Regions from separate parts of the Zea mays genome. Here regions 1, 2 and 4 are each linked to region 3. The links are chromatin contacts, called in public Hi-C maps. All regions are on one chromosome and are shown on one strand. The core of a region is the stretch at or near the end of the contact, and the rest is flanking DNA. Distances in the headings are between cores, read along the strand shown. Region 1 holds the start of LOC100281345. Region 2 holds the start of LOC100285345 (Ribosomal L18p/L5e family protein). Region 3 holds the start of LOC103643837 (histone H3.v1). Region 4 holds the start of LOC103643835 (protein UPSTREAM OF FLC).

Region 1 (2,700 bases), core at 51-2,550, 310 kb after region 3:
CAACTACTGTATACAGAGAAAGATGACACAAATATAGGCACTGCGACCGTGCGATGGGGTAGTAGTTGGGTGCTAGCACTGAATGAATGAGTGTGCTCTGTCAATGTCAGGTTAACAATCACGGGTGGAGAGAGAGAGAGAGAGAGAGAGAGAGAGAGAGAGAGCAGTAGACGCACCAGTGAACAGCTTGAATGCCGTCGGCAAGCTCCGCCTCTCCGGCACCCAGAACAGATCGCCCTTTTTCTTCATGTACAGCGCCGGGTCTATGATCACCGGCATCGCCCTCGCAAACCTGACGATATCATACATAATCTCAGTAGCGCCAAGAACAAAGATCCGTTGAGAGCGCACGCGCACGTATAGGAGCTGCAAGTCTGCAACCAATGCGAGCGAGAGCAGAGCACGTACGCTTTCCAGGAGATGTTACTCGTGTGGTCGATGAAGTTGAGATCGCGCGGCAGCTTGGAGAACACATGCATCAAATCTGCAGCAGGCAGAAGCGTCGTCACTCGTCGTCACACAGGTTCAGCAGGACAACAACCCCGACCATCACCGGTCATGGCGCGCGCCATCGGAGCAGAGAGGCAAGGGAAGGGGAAACCAGTGGCTTACCATCCTGCGTGACGAGCGGGTAGTCGGAGGCGGAGAGGTTGATGAACCAGTCCCAGTCGGCGCCGCGGCCCCTGCCCTCGCCCCACAGGAGCGCGGCGGCGGCGTGCAGCGTGGTGGTCACCATGGTGGGGCCCCTGTAGGTGACGAGGTTGGCCTTCTCGACCACCCTCACGTTCCGCGCCGCCGCGAGCACCGGGTGCGCGGCGACGAAGGCGGCCAGCCCCGCCCGGTCGGCGTCGGGCGCCTCCGCGTCTAGGTGGAGCACGTAGCGGTTCCTGGGGTGGTAGAGCGCCAGCAGGCAGCGGCGCATCATGCCGGCGTCCCCGGCCGAGCCGGAGATGAGGTACGCGAAGCGCGGGAGCGAGGCGGACGCGGGCGGGGACGGCGCCGCCGGGCGGGACAGGGCGGGCTCGACGAAGAGTGGTGGGCGCGCCCGGGAGGAGCCGGACGCGGGGCCGAGGAAGAGGCGGGGTGAGGGCGAGGTGGAGGCGAGCCGGAACGACGGGGAGGTGGCCAGCAGCACCAGCAGCAGCGCGAAGAGGCCGCCGGCGGCGACGGAGAGCAGCCAGCGGAGGTCCACGGGGTGCGCGTGCGCGCGCGGGCACGGGGCGGCGGACTCCATGCTAGCTCTAAGCTCTAGCTGGGTTTGGACTTTGGAGGCTGGCGCCTGGGCCTGGCGGTAGGCGGGAGAGCGGGGGATTGGCAGGGCACTGGAGAGTGGAGAAGCCGGCAAGGCTGGGTCGCGCTCTTTATGGTTTCGTCGTGTCGTGCCAGCATGGCATTGGCATCGGAACCGTGACGTAATCACGTAAGTCGTGGCGCTGTGTGAGAAGGAGGCACGGCACGAGACGAGACACGATATGGATTGAGCTGCCGCCTGCCGGCCGGCCCTACTAATGGCGCGATGGCTCGACTCGACGTGCGTGCAAGTGCAATGGGCAAATCAGCAAATGCGTGGTACCGTCCGGAAGGCAGGCCTGGCCGGCCGTACCAACAGGTCGTTCAGAGACTCGAGCAGTTGGGATGGCCGGCTGGGCCCCAACGTGGTGGCGCACACGACACGACCGTAGCAAGCAAGCAAGCAGATCGAGGACGCTCCCCATTCCGGAAACAGAAACATTCCCAACGCAGTCACGCCAGCGGCGGTGTGCGAGGCGAAATCGAGCCCGAATCTTTGCTCTGCCGCCACAAGGTTCTAAGCCCTACACGTACAAACGTACCTGGCGCAGTCACGGGAGCCGCGTACGTGCGTGCAGTGCCTACACCTACCGCACCATCCCATTGTGTACCCATTATACAGTCCGGCCAGGCCCGCGAGTTGGAACACAACCGACGAACGTTGACAGCGAGGATCGCATCATTGGATTTTTGTTGCGTTGTGATCCGTCTGCTGTCGAATTGTTAAACAGAGCACATATTGCTCCTGTTTCCCCGTTTGGGCGGCCACGCCTCCGCACGACACGACGGGGCCGGCGCGACGGCATTCCGTCCCAGCACGAGGACGCGCAGCCGCCAGACGAGAGCGACGTTCCCCGTGGCCAGAACCGAGGAGCCGCTGCTGCGTTGGGGACAAGAGCTGATTCCTCCGCGCCTTCCAACAACCCTTTCCTGAACCGAACGTTCCAGCGCCGCGCCAAAACTACCCATTGCTCTTTGTCTTGTCCAGAGGCATCCACATAGCACAACTGTTTTTGAGTGTTCGTTACTCACGCTATACGTATGTACTCTTCCAGCTCCCAGTAGCTTCAGCTACGACTGATCCTACTACATCGCACGAGACACACATCTGAAGGTCACAGTAACAGCACACACGGGATCAACGCCAGAGCTACCGCTACCGCCGCCACCGACCTCCCTAGCCGTGTCGCGGCGGGAGCGCCCGACGACGGCCCGCCTGGACCTGGCGCGGTGCCGTTGTCGGTCGCCGGTCTCTCCGCGGGGCAGGTGTAGCCGCAGAGGCTGGGCCTGACGACGCGGTACACGCCCTTGCTCGCCAGGACGAAGACGTCCTTGCGGCTGTCCTCCCCGAACGAGAAGACGTACCCGAGCAGCGGGTCCGTGCTCCCGGCGACGGACTCGCAGCCGATC
Region 2 (2,700 bases), core at 22-2,521, 300 kb before region 3:
CAAAAGAGGAAAAAAGGCCTATGGCAAAGGTAAATTTTCTCCTAGCCACTTGGCTCCCACATTAACCATAGTCTAACCTACTAAACTCCCCACTCCCGTCGAGACAGGCTCATCCCATCCCCATCTCCTGACTCCAACTATCGCCTCTCCCATACTCGCCCTTGCCCCCATCCATCGCGACGCCACCTGCTCACCTCACAGCCACCGCTTCCCTCTCCTTCCTCCCCTCTGAGGCTCCTCTTACACCCCTCCCGTCCGCGCAACACACTTGAGAGCCTATAAATTTGTGTATTTGATTTTTTGGGAGTTGAGACCGACACGGGCACGTCGTGGCTTAGGCTGATTTGGTGACTAAGGAACTAGAGCGAATCGATCCCCTCCAATCCCCTGGTCACCAAACCAGCCCTTAAGGAATACCCGTGCCATGGCTTGGCTCTACCTTAGACACGACGCGACGCGACAGACTAATCGTTCTTTTCATGTCCATGCCCTAACACGTCGTGGTCTAGCATGCCAGGCCGGGCCGGGTGGTCTAGCATGCCAGGCCGGGCCGGGTGGCATACTGGCATGTTTGGACATGTATAGAGGAGGGCTGCTTCCTGACAACATCTGCGTAGGTGAGTTTGGGGTGTTTAGTTCGTGCATATTAAATATTTGAATATCAATTATAAGTATTAAATATAGGCTTAATAAATTCGTCTTGTTTTTAGCCTTTATCTGTGTAATTAGTTTTATAATTAAACTATAGTTAACATCCATAATTATCATTTAAAATTCGATATGACAGAGACAAACTTTAGTTGGGTACTACCACATTCGAAGCTGGCTTACCCTGAACTGTGGAGTCTCTGGGACGAGTTCTATGTCGTCGCTGCACACCGGCGGCGGTCCACCGGGCGCTGGAGACGGCAGTCTCGATGAAACAATTACCGCGAAATCTGCAGTGCGCTCAACCAGATCTGGCTTTTTGGCAGCGGGAGGAGTGGCTGGAGAGGTGGGTGCATGGGGCTTGGGGGCTTGACGGCGTAGTATTCTGGGCGGATCGGCGATGAGCATCCGCGCCGCCATCTTGGATCCCTAGAACGACTTCTTGTTTCCACGGGAGCGGTGCTTCTTTCCACGGGGACAAACCCACGACGGGGGCATCGGGGGAAATCGCCTACCGCTGCGTTAAACCCAGCGCAGGAGAGAGAGAAATGGGGAGGGAGAAACAGTGTACCGGGTCAGTCGGCAGTCGCCGTGTCCGAGGTGCTTCGCGAGGGCGGTGGCTCGCAATCGCCCGTCGTCGCCACTGGCACTGGGAGTATAGGTGTACATTTGGGCCGGGCCTGATGGGCCGGCCCGAAGCACGGTAAAAAAAGCACGGTCTAGGCACGACACGGCACGAAATATTTTAGTGCCGGACCGGCACGGCCTGATATATCGGGCCGGGTTTGGGCCGAGGTCACGGCCCATGGGTGGGCACGAGCACGGCCCGTTTAAGGCAGGCACGAAATGCCACATATAGAGGCACGAAAAGGCTCATATATTTATTAAAATCACACTTCATTCCACACTTTCATGTACTTGATAAAGAACACAAAGCTATAGATAATGTTAGTTATATGTTTTTTAGCTTTGAATTAGAGTATGTGATGTAATTTTATTTTTGTTATGGACATTAGATAATAAATTGAACTTACGAACTTTATTTAGAGCTGATTATACTTTTTTTCTTTCTAACAAAATGTTTTGTAAACGAGGTAGTCATTGCATAGCTCTAGTAACTTAATACAAATATTAAGTTTGCTTTTGGTCAAATTTATTTGTCTTATCTTTTATTTGTTTTATTAAATTTGTTTTGAATTTCGGGCTCTGATGTGAATTTCGAGCCAAAAACTGTATTTCGGGCCAAAAATTGAATTTCGGGCCCTAATGTGAATTTCGGGCTTTTATAATTTCGGACCGCCCGAAATGAGCCCGGCACGTTTAAGCAATTACGGGCCAGGCCGTGGGCCGAGGGTTAGGCCCATGGGCCGGCCCGGCCCGAATTCAAATGGGCCGGGCCAGCCCGAAATTCAAACAATACGGGCCTTTTCGGGCTTGGGCCGGACCGGGCAGCCCGAATGTACACCTATAACTGGGAGGAGGAAACTATTTAGCGTGTTAGGACGCAAAAAAAAATTTGTTCGCCCTTTTATAGGAAATTTAGAAAACCACATGGCAGTCTCTACTCTACCGATTCGGAGTCGTACTCGTGCATGCCCTAAGGCTGTCCGCAGCGCCTGCTGCGCGACCCCCCCTCACCTTGCCTTGTAGCATGCATGGCGGTTACATGCGCCCGTCTGGCTGCAGCGGCTCCCTTACCAGGCGCTCTACGCGGAGGTACGCTTCTCTCTCTCCCTCGTTCTGGCGTGCGTGTGGTACTCTTCAAACACTATTCACGTGGGCTCACTTCTAATTGTTAGTAGATGAAAAATTTATAATAGATGAAAAGTATATATAAAAAATGATATTTTATAGTTGTAGTGGGGTATAGGATGAGTATTTAGGGGGAATCGCTGCGGGAGATAAAAAAAATAGGGGTGAAATATTGATGATGTGACTAAAAAAGTGATATAGGGAGAAAAATTTAGAGAAAACCGCTGCGGATAGCCTAAACCAACTCCAACAGACCTCCTAAAGAACTATGTATCTGTAAAATGCACGCTCAAACATATC
Region 3 (2,700 bases), core at 97-2,596:
TACAACAGTCTCAATCCAAATAATTTTACGTTCAGCAGCAATCGAGCATTCCAAGTTCCTAACAGAAGAACGTAATACTGTTTTGGTCAACTATAAACTACAATGTTTAGTGCTGACTAATCTATCTCAGAAGATTCATTCTTCACTGCAAGAAGGAAATAGCTTCCAATTTTATTTTTTTTTTTGCCAGACTGAACAAGTACGCAGATGCCTAATCTAGAATCTACTTCCAGAACTCATTATTGTCAATTCCTTCATGGAAACTTAACTCTTAATTGCATCCATCAATATCCTCCTACAGTCCTACGCACTGCAATACTTAATTTCTTTCATGACTAACTTGCAACATACAGTCTCAGTATCTACAGCGTTCCCTAAATTTCCGATTGCTATTAGCAATTCTAAGTGTCACGGTCTCATAGCAATTACACACAGATACCCATGGACAAACAATGAACTGAAAGCCAAAGTGGTAAAGAAGAATTCGGACGGCCCTCACCTCCTCCTCCGGCTTTGGGTCAACACCTTCACTTTCACCCTGACCTTCTTCCGCATCGCCATCAACGACTACCTCCCCCGCATCTTCCATGTCCGCGTCCTCCACCGCCCCCTCCTCTTCTTCCTCCTGCTGTTCCGGATCCTCCGCCTCCGCCTCCACGTTCCCCTGCTCCTCCTGATGTTGCTGGTCCTGGTCCTGGTCGTGCTGCAACTGCTCCTGCTCCTCTTCTCCCCCGTCGCCCGCTCCTCCCTCCTCGTCCGGTGCCTCCCGCTCGGGGTCCGCGGCGCCACGGCCGCCATCCATGCCCGAGGAGGACGGGGAGGCCTGCCCCAGCGGCGTCCCGGCGAGGCGCGCGACAGCACGGAAGCGGTTGCGCAGGAGGCGGCGGAACCGCTTCACGTCGAGGGTCGGCCGGGGCGCCTCCCATCGGCGCGGGGCAGAGGCGCCGCTGTCGGGGCCGCCAATGTGGAGGTTGCCGCGGTACATCGAGATCGCCACCATCCTCCAGTCCAGGGTCCCTGCCCGCTCCGACCGCCGCGGCGACGTAGGGTTTGGTGGGTTCTGCTCCGATGCGGTGGGCGTGTGTGGCGTGTGGGTAGAGATGGCAATGGGTACCCGAAACCCGAAACCCGATGGGTTTTTACCCCATTAGGGTACGGGTTTGGGCCAATTTTCATACCCGTGGGTTTGTTAATGGGCATAAATCTGTACCCAGCGGGTTTATGGGTACGGGTTTGTTCCTATAGTACCCAAACCCGTGAACCCGTGGGTTTTTTAAACCCGACCAAACCTAGTGCATATTGTCATTTTATTTTATAAACGAACAAGAAACTTGTTATTCCTTATTTGCTTCATAATTTTTAACAATTGGTGAATGTATCAGTAATCGGTGAGAGTGTTGCTTGCTTGCTATTATAGTTTTTACTAGCGTTATATATGTGGTGGATGGATAACTTAGTGCAAGGTCACTTAATTATACAACTTATTATTTGTATTTCATTCTCTCTACTAATAATTTTTATACCAAATCATGAACTCGTTGTTTATTACATAGATTTTGGATCATGATATCATTAATCATTATGATACTTATTGATTATGAGAAGATAATTATATTGGAGATGAAACCCGTGGGTAACCCATGGGTACCCGTTAACCCGATGGGTACGGGTTTGGGCAAAATCTCAAACCCGTCACGGGTACGGGTTTTTTAATGGGCATAGATATTTTTCACGGGTACGGGTTTGGGACGGCAAAACCCAGCGGGTTTGTACCCGTTGCCATCTCTACGTGTGGGTAGGGGTTAGTTGCGGTCACGGCTCTGGACTGGATGCCTGGGGATTCCGTTCGGTTCATCGGGTGCGGTGGACTTTTTCGCGTTTCTGCGGCCGATTTTTTTTTTTTTTTTTGCATTTTGGCCCTTAAAAAATCATGTTTAATGTTATTTTTGGATCATTTGCTCGTCGTCATATCCTATGGCATCGAGGTAACACAGCGCCGCCATCAACGTGGCACTGAGCTCGACGCCAAAATTTATAACGTCGAACTCGGTTGTGTAACCATAAAGCCTATCTAGCCTAATCGGTACAACGGAAGGCTCTTAACCTTGTGGTATTGTGGTTGTGGGCTCGAGCCCCACAGTGGACATTCAATACCTTTTGTCTTTGTCACTGATTTGTTTTTTTTAGATTTTTCGGTTATGTCGCTGATTTGTCCGTCCAGATTTATTTCTCATCCAGTTTTTTTGTTTTTCTTATAAATCAGTCACAAAAACAAAAAATATCTGGATAAATAAACAAATCAGTCACAAAGACGGCCAACGCCGGTGTTCCAAACGTTGTTCCAAATGTTAACCACATCTAATGCCAAAACACTTGCCGAAATGGAGCATTTTGTAAGCATGCACGCTAGCTAGCTTTCCTGCTTTGCTTGCAGAGAAGTCCAGAGATCCTTCTGGGAGATGCTGCATGCAGCGGTTCATTATTCTGGTCTAATATATGTTGACTTGACTATTTCACCGCACGTCTGCATCCTATATGTGGCGCCGTTAGCGTTTTTTTTATTGTGATGATGATCAGTTGGGTTTATTTAGCGGCTTCCTGTTCTTGAACCTTCGCGTTAACCAATGTCATTTCTTTCGTCGTACTCGTACTTTCCGATGCATGATGTTGTTTGTCAAACAAAAGGAATTGGCCGGACTC
Region 4 (2,700 bases), core at 46-2,545, 270 kb after region 3:
GGTTTCCACCCAATTACAGGTTGGTTTGGGGTCAATAATATTATTGGGTATTGGGTTTAATTTTATTCTTATATTTTAGAGTGGATGTGAGATGGATATCAAAGTTATTATATTTAGGTATGGATGGAAGTGGATTGGATTTTTTTGCCATTAGCATGCCTATACTTAGAAAACTAACCGAGATCTCTAGTTTGTACATATCCTTAAGGACTGATTTGGTGACCCGGGATCCCGAGAAGAAGAAATCCTCTTGCTATTCAAAATTGAACTACAAGGGAATTTCTCCCCCATGGTTCCCCTTGGGATCCCTAATCACCAAATCAGCCCTAAGGTATGTACAAACCCATTTAACGTGGAGTTTCTAGTTTTTTTTTTTTTTTTTTGAAAAGTGTCCATTTCCAAATAATTATTTGTACATAACTTAAAGAAATAGAATTATATTGTACAGTTCTTTAACTATCTCTTGTACTCTTATCCTTGTAAAACTGATTCATGGTCTCGGAAACGTCCCTATACTGCGTGATTGGATTACGTGGTTGGATGGTTGTGCGCGTACAGCTAGGCTCGTGCAAGCCTTGTCCACCAGATACGACCGTTTCATGCGTATGTGCAGGTACAGTCAAATAAGCCTATGCTACATTAGTTCTTGCACGGTCAGCCTCTTAGATGCATCGAATCAAACACGCTACTTTAGATCATGGTCAATGCATATAAGTCTTGGCTCTCATTGTGCGGACAACTAAACGCTTGGCTAGTGACTCCGTAGGACATTCGGCACGCATAAAAGCTGTTGTATCATAAAGCTGGAAGCTTTTCGTACACGGCGCTCTACAATGATTTACCACGCCAGCCCTTTTCACCGTCAGAGGGGTCTTCCGGGCCGGCTCGGGCGGCATCGGCGGCACCACACTAAGCCTAGACGCAGGCGCAGGGCAGCTCGGCGCGCCACAAGGTCAGCCTGAGATGCGGTGAGGACAGGCTCTGATTTCTTTTGTTTGCTTGGAGCGGGGAGCCGTGGACTGTGTTTGCCTTTTTTTTTTCTTTTCTGTTTGATAGGTACTCCAGGATAAAACAATCTTTCAGCTGGTTGTTGCACCCGGAGGGATAGGGTCATGGCTATTTCTCTGTTTGGTAGTAGAAGGGTCAAGTCTCGTCAAGAGGGGTGTGTCTCCTCTGTCCCGTGCGTGCCGCTACCGGACGCCAACGAACCAATCCACGTCTCCACACCGCAATGGGAGGGAGGGAGGTCCATGATTAACCCACCCGGTGCTTGCACTTTCCGCCAATGACCGCCGAGCCGTCTCCGGCCTCCGCGCTCCGCGGCTAGGCAGGCATTGGCGCGACGGGCGCAAGCGCAATCAATGCCACCGGCTCCCCTCCTGTTCTCTTCCCGTCGCCCGCATCCGCAGTCCCAGTCCCAGTACCCGCTGCTTTATTCCCCTGCGCCATACATACTGCCGTTTGACCTCGAGCTCCTGGCTGCGCCCCTGCTGGCCCGTGCTCTCTACCCCTTTTCCCTTCCCCGCCATTAACCTGACGCGCACCAGGCGCAGGCCGCCGCAGACTCGCCGTCGAGAGGACGAGGGAAAAAGTCATTCCCTTGCCTGCTTCTGCTCGCCCGAAAAGGCTCCCGTTCTGCAGGCCCGCCCCGCCCCGATTCAATGCAGCCATTGCCTTGTTGAGCTCGTCTCGTCCCGCTGCTTTCCCTCTCGTCGTGCTCCTCCCCACGCGGCCACGCCACGCCTCGCTGTAAACCGACCCTGTTGAGGCTTGGACGCACCCGCGTGTCCGCGCCTGCCTCCCATCCCACGCCCCCTCCCCTCCACTCCACTCCACTCCCGCGCCGTCACCGGCCGGGGGGAAAGCTCCAACCGAGGGGTTTTTGTTTGTACGCGCCCGTTTGGCCCTTGCTGTGGTCACATCGCCCGCTCCCCCGCTGCAGCAGCGCCAAAGATATGAGAGGAAAGTTTGGGATCAGTTCCCCGGTGCCCCGCCCCCTCATGTGCCCGCGCCAGTGACCTCGAAAAGGACCGCGCGCCGCGCCTTGCCCCGTGCCCAGCCGACTCTCTCTCTCTCTTCTCGTCCCGATTCTGATCTGGTTGCCGGCACCAGCGAGGTCCAGTCTCGGCGCCGCCGGCGAATGCAGGGTCTGGAGGCGCCCGCCCGCTAATCTCGACTTGGAGCTCGAGGTACCCCTCCCTCACTCCGCTGCAGACTCGTCCCCTGTCCTTGTCTTGTTTATATTATTTAATTACTCGATGGGAAATTGGGAAGTTGCCAGGCTTGCATTTTGTGCCGCCGTCGTCTGATGTGATGTAACTGAAGGGCAGCAGGGGCAGCCACAAGCCAGCCAGCCAGCCGCGGGTTTTCCGGATTCTCTCCTGCTGCTGACGCGACTTCAGTTTCTTCCTAGGAGGGGGAGGAGCGTGTGAAACTCAGGTTGGGCGAGGATGGAGAGCCGGGGGCGGCGGCCGCGGAGCCCCGAGCGCCGGAGGCCGGCGGCGCGGAAGGTGCCGGTGGTGTACTACCTCACCCGGAGCCGCCACCTCGAGCACCCGCACTTCGTCGAGGTGCCGCTGGCCTCGCCGGAGGGGCTCTATCTCAGAGGTAAGCTAGCGGATGCGCGTCCTCGTATCCAAATTCCAGTTTTCTCCGCGGGTGCTCGTCTACCGACGATGGCTTATTTTCTGCTCTTTTTCC

What was found. A called contact is a pair of places that touch in the nucleus more often than the background predicts.
Region 1: a Hi-C map of ear shows a contact between it and region 3, with 2.3 times the contacts expected there. The contact joins the promoter of LOC100281345 here to the promoter of LOC103643837 in region 3. A contact is called at or near these places in 2 of 25 Hi-C or Micro-C datasets (ear and leaf).
Region 2: a contact with region 3 is called in a Hi-C map of tassel, with 3 times the contacts expected there. The contact joins the promoter of LOC100285345 here to the promoter of LOC103643837 in region 3. A contact is called at or near these places in 2 of 25 Hi-C or Micro-C datasets (ear and tassel).
Region 4: a contact with region 3 is called in a Hi-C map of tassel, with 4 times the contacts expected there. The contact joins the promoter of LOC103643835 here to the promoter of LOC103643837 in region 3. A contact is called at or near these places in 8 of 25 Hi-C or Micro-C datasets (bundle sheath, ear, leaf and 3 more).

What each region holds. Positions count from the first base shown.
Region 1 is chr1:269,160,834-269,163,533 of Zm-B73-REFERENCE-NAM-5.0, reverse strand. It overlaps LOC100281345, which reads right to left and starts at 1,300. Exons shown (of 4, transcript NM_001366166.1): 1 at 613-1,300; 2 at 409-484; 3 at 177-292. The coding sequence starts at 1,234. LOC103643833 (HIPL1 protein) reads right to left here. Exons shown (of 7, transcript XM_008666991.2): 7 at 2,222-2,700. The coding sequence ends at 2,406.
Region 2 is chr1:269,770,186-269,772,885 of Zm-B73-REFERENCE-NAM-5.0, reverse strand. It overlaps LOC100285345 (Ribosomal L18p/L5e family protein), which reads right to left and starts at 1,271. Exons shown (of 2, transcript NM_001349065.1): 1 at 1,220-1,271.
Region 3 is chr1:269,468,768-269,471,467 of Zm-B73-REFERENCE-NAM-5.0, reverse strand. LOC103643837 (histone H3.v1) reads right to left here and starts at 1,346. Exons shown (of 4, transcript XM_008667001.3): 1 at 500-1,346. The coding sequence starts at 1,000.
Region 4 is chr1:269,203,506-269,206,205 of Zm-B73-REFERENCE-NAM-5.0, reverse strand. LOC103643835 (protein UPSTREAM OF FLC) reads left to right here and starts at 1,295. Exons shown (of 7, transcript XR_561334.2): 1 at 1,295-2,189; 2 at 2,275-2,607.